2 separate regions of the Macaca fascicularis genome follow, and region 2 is linked to region 1. A link is a contact called in public Hi-C data. All regions are on one chromosome and are shown on one strand. Each heading gives the region's core, a stretch centred on a gene start, on an enhancer-like site or on the middle of the called end of the contact. The rest is flanking DNA. Distances are from core to core; before and after follow the strand shown.

What was found. A called contact is a pair of places that touch in the nucleus more often than the background predicts.
Region 2: a Hi-C map of liver shows a contact between it and region 1, with 2.1 times the contacts expected there. The contact joins the enhancer-like site here to the promoter of SLC38A2 in region 1. A contact is called at or near these places in 2 of 2 Hi-C or Micro-C datasets (liver and skeletal muscle).

Annotation. Positions count from the first base shown.
Region 1 is chr11:53,086,789-53,089,347 of T2T-MFA8v1.1, forward strand. It overlaps SLC38A2 (solute carrier family 38 member 2), which reads right to left and starts at 1,271. Exons shown (of 15, transcript XM_074006681.1): 1 at 983-1,271.
Region 2 is chr11:53,185,207-53,187,765 of T2T-MFA8v1.1, forward strand. The region is part of intron 1 of LOC102119077 (a long non-coding RNA gene); the gene reads right to left. All of the region lies in intron 1 of LOC102118825 (a long non-coding RNA gene), which reads left to right. Among named protein-coding and RNA genes, the nearest start is that of SLC38A2, 98 kb to the left of the region's middle. Within about 2 kb of position 1,270, at least 3 of the 6 cell types and tissues checked have an H3K27ac peak or open chromatin away from gene starts, as enhancers often do. A contact at or near this core is called in liver, where this site is marked.

The sequences.
Region 1 (2,559 bases), core at 21-2,520:
CGGAAAAGTACAGACGGCTGAGCCGCGGAGAACAAAGATGATTCCACCGCTGTGCTGCGGCCGCCGAGGCCCCCTACTCCGGCAGATTTCAGTATTTCACCCTCTCTATTGTCCCCAGTCGGAGTGGAGGGGCCGAAGAGGGCTCTGTTTTGCTTTTTCCCAGCCGCTGCAAACGTGCACAGGCACTCAGGGCACACATGCAGCCCCGACCCTGGCTCGTGTGCATGCAACCTAGGCGCATGGCTTCCCGTTTCTAGCATTTGGAACAGCAATGCTGCGTAATCTGTCCTTTACTGCCTGGAGTCCCCACACCGGGAAATGCCTCGGCCGCACACAGCCTTCCCCAGAAGGAGGCGGAAAGGGCCGACACTACTCTCTCGAGGGGGGCGAACGCCTGGGCCCCGGGAGCTGGGGGTTTATTTACACACGCGCGCGCCAGTGCCCTTAAGCACACCCGTCCACAAGCAGCTGGCCCGCGAGTGCTTCGCCCGCTCAGCCCCTCCTATGTCTGGAAAGCAAACTGATGCAATATCGATCGTCGATATTGTCAAATGTTCTCAACTTGTCTTCCCCAATCTTGGCCTCTCCTATAATACATGCCCAAGCCCACCTCCGCCGCCCCCAGATTCCTGGTTCCCTGGACTTAATTTTTTTTTTTTTTTATTAAATGCAAATCAGTCACAAGACTTGCCGCAGCAGAGCCGCGGGCCAGGCTGGCTCCCCTCCCCCTAATGGGAAGATGCGGCTCCGCACCGGGCAGGCACGCGGCCCGGGCCCAGCGCCTGCTCTCCTGCCCACGTCGCGGGCGCGACCCCTGCGCGGCGGGCCAGGATGGAAGGCTGGCCAGGCCAACCGACAACGCCCGCCTCGAAAGGAAACGGACCCCGCGGTCGCCTTCCCGCGCGGCCCCTCCCGGAAGCCCCTCCCCCACTCTCGCCCGGGTCCCGCGCCCTCCCCACAGACACCCCCCCGCACGCGTTACCTCGGTGGTCTCTGTTCTTGTACCCTGGAAACCTCACGCAGACGTCTCCAGTGGGTTTCTCTCAGTCAAATACAAATCATAAAAAACAAACAAAAAATTTCCCCAAATCCAACAACAGGCAGGAAAAATAATTTTAATAAAAAAGGAAATGACAAACTGCCGCCCCAATCCTCCGGCGTCCGCCGTGTCAAAGGAAAGGCGCGAGTGTGCGGTAACGCGTGGTTGGGCTGCTGCTGCTGATAGCAGTACTGGAAAGGCGTTCACTAGGGCGGCGGCGTCGCGGGGCTCTGTAGCAGCCCTTTGAGCGGCGGGTTATAGCGGCACCCCGGGACGCGTCAGTGGGCGGGGCCGCGGCCGCCCGGGCGCCTTCTCTTTGTGTATCAACACCACCTGGGCCCCACCTCCGACCCGCCCAGCCCGAGGCCCCGCCTCCCTGCACCTCCCTCTGCGGCCCGCGCCCGCGGCCCAGCCCCGCCCGAGGGCGCCCCCAAGACTCTCCCGCAAAGCCAAAGCCCACTCTCTCCAGCTTCCTAGTCTGGAAAGACCCCCAGATGCTGCCGCTGCCTATCCTTTTCAGCCCGGGTTGGTGCTCAACACATGCGGTTGTCTTTGAGGAGCCATCTCCTTAAAATTTTCTCCTGTCCGATTCACCAGCAGTCCTTGCTTTGGGGGCACATATCAAGGCTTTTCGGGGACACCACCCTCCCACCAAACACTTTCTTGATTGTTATTTTTGTGATTTACAATGAGGTTTTGTCTCACAAACTTGGGCCAAGACAGCAACGTTGTCCTGATGGTTTGTTGTTGTTTCTTTTCCACCTAGACCTGCTTTCACTCTTCAAAACTAGCCCGAGGTCGGCTAGCAGCTCCTTTTCGGGATGACCTTTTTGTACGGCCATGGAAAACCAGACTAGCGGAAAGGCTACCTTTTGGCCAGCAAGCCAGACCCCTTAGAAGGAGGCCCCAGTAGGGAGCCCGGCGCTCCTAAGGCTGCTTGGGAGTCCCCAGTTTTCCATTCGCTGACACGTCGCTTCTCTTATCCCACCACCACCGCCCCCTGCAAGGGCACTGCCTTGTATGAATGCGGGTCTGAGGCGCTTTCTGCAGAGCCTGGTCCTTTCCCTTCAATGGTGATGTGGTCTTGCTGAGCCAGGCAACTAGGGGGGCCCCTTCACTGTGGAGAAAGTGGTGCTGCGGGAAAGGCAAGACTCACTCCCTTGCTGGAAACAAAGACCCCTTAGGAGAGAGAAATGTTCGTGGAATGAATGAACAAACAAGTTTGACCTACTGCTCTCTTCCTTATGGGGACGTGGGAGAAACTGGGCAGGGCACAAAGCAAAGGGCTGGGTGTGATCACAATTTTTGCTTTCAATATTTTACTGAGGAAATCTGTACAACTGCCTATTTCCGCCGCACATGAGGCTTCGGGTGCCCTCGCCTGCACCAGTGTTTATGATTGACAAGCGAGGGCCCGATTTCCCCCATCACACTCCTGTGTTCCCTACCCCAAACCTTCTAACCTTCTACTCCGCTCAGGCCAGTCTTTTTTTTTTTTTTTTTTTTTTTTGAGACAGAGT
Region 2 (2,559 bases), core at 20-2,519, 98 kb after region 1:
GGATGGTGGCAAGGGAGACAGAATGAGAGGAAACAGAGGATTTGCACATAATTGATACTTTCAGTTAGATTAAAAAATACATTTGAAGTTTGGGATTCAGCATCCCAAATCTAGAATATGGGACCAGGAAGGCCTGTGCCTGCTTTATAAAGATCATTGATAGATTGTTACCGTGGGGCCCATGGGAGGATCAGCAGGAGGGGAAGCCACACAAAAATAGAAAAGAGAAAAAAATGGCCCCAAAGTATGTATATAATTGCAGTTTTACACTTAAAAATTTTTTCTATATATGCAAAGAAGGTATATTTTAAAAAGGATTAGTGATTGTTAGAGCCAGAAGTGACTTTAGGAATACTTGGATTTAGAAATTTTCTAACTTTGGCGTACATCAGAATCTCTTGGGGGTTTGTTAAAATAAATACCAATGCACAGATCCTAACCTGATGGCCAAGACCTGCTTTCCTAGGTAACCCTAAAATATACTGAGGTTTGAAAACCACTTATTAGTCCAGTTTTTATTTTACAAAGAATAAAACTGGCATCCAGAGGGTTTAATATACTCACCCACGAACATATCAATTCCCTTCCTAGTTTAATCTCTATTGGCTGTGTGCCCAGACAGGAAAAAAAAAAATGCATCCACTTTGGGAGGTGTCCAGAGATAATTTTTTTTTCTGTCTTTTGATAGCAAAGAAAGGAAATGTACAAGCAAATTGGGAAAAAATTACTACATATGTACTTGTGAGTATAGCTGCTAGACATCAGGGAGCATAGATTCAAGTTGCCCTGGATATACACTCCCCATAGATGTCTTTTATGGCTATAAAATTTTGTGATAGATGAAACTATTAATAGATATTTTCTACTTTCTCATTTTTGCTTACAATTAAGAAAAAGATATTTATTTTTCAAACTATCCACACCAGGGATTATAGGGTGTTAGGCATAGTTAACTGAATTTCATCATCACCCCTAATATAGTTAAGTAGGCCAGGTTTATTGCTTTAGATGAGGAAGCGAAGAGAAGTGTCATACTTACCACATTAAGATATTAATACATTTATTAGAATTATATTGGAAATAGAAAGTTCCTGACACTCTCGTTAGTGCTGGGCCTACAGCCTCAGTTTTCACAAAAGATCTAGAGTTCAAGGTACCAAATTTTATCAAAATAAGTTTGGGTTTAAGTTCACCAACTCACCTGTAGCCTACTCGTCCTTTCTGGCAATGATTAACACTAATGTTTAATACATGTTCTAAAGTGTGTTCTTTAAACTCTCTTACCAAACAGAACTTCCTTTTTATGTAATGAGTCAGCTCTATGGGTATTTGTAGCCAGGGGAATTGCCTCTCCACTGGTGGAGATATGGAGCCCAGCTGCCAGGGTAAACAGCCACTTCCTAATGTAATTGCTCAGAAATGCTGGAGGAGAAAATGTAAGAAAAGAAATTGCTCTGTCTTATAAACAGTCAACTGTGTTTTACAATAGTGTACCAGCACTCCAAACCATTCATCAACTTGAGTAATGATGGCTGGATTTCACTGTTAGGTTTACTTGGTAGTCACATTAATCCTTCTCTTCTGCATGATGTGCCAGATTTCTTTGATGACAAACAGTCCACCAAGGGCCTAAATATGGTTTTAGGAGCAAGCTTTTAATCAGACTCAAACTTATCCGAGGCCATTTCGGCTTTCTCTCTTCTTGAGTGAGGCCAGAGGAAATACTTCTCAAGTTTGAGTCAGGACCATTTAGGGACTTCTTTCTTTATTTTAATTTTTCTAATGATATCATTACAAATTATTTTTTAAAATAGCAGTTAATTAAGATGGAAAATAAGCCAGAATCACATAATCATAGCCTGCAAAGCACCTCCTGGGTTCATACATCAGTGACTTGAATTGTTCCGTTCCTCTCTGCAGGAGCAATGGTGCTGTTGCCACTGCATGTGTGCTTTCTGTGCCCACAAGAATGTTAAGCGTTCATCCATAATTCATATTTATTTATTTTTTCTTTTTTGAGACAGAGTCTGGCTCTGTCGCCCAGGCTGGAGTGCGATGGCTTGGTGGAGGTTGGCTCACTGCAACCTCCACCTGCTGGGTTCCAGCAATCTTCCTGCCTCAAACACCTGGGTAGCTGGGACTATAGGCATGAGGCACCACGCTGAGCTAAGTTTTGTGTTTTTAGTAGAGACGGGGCTTCACCATGTTGGCCAGGCTTGTCTTGAACTCCTGACCTCAGGGGACCTGCCTGCCTTGGCCTTTCAAAGTGCTGAGATTACAGAGGGGAGCCACCGTGCCCAGCCCAGAATTAATATTTAGAGAAAAACTTTCGGAGGTGATTTCACCTGATCATTGATCAGCCTTCCCACAGTTTTATAGTGTTAAGTGAGCTTTATCTGTATGTGAGTTGGCGGTATCTTCATTTAGTTTGCTGTATATTGATATTTTTAACTTGTTAGCATCTGTTAAAAAATTCACAATGTGCACATACAATATGTTGAATACAAATATCCTTCTTTCTTTTATTTTCCAACCATCTTATTCCTTTCCCAATCACTG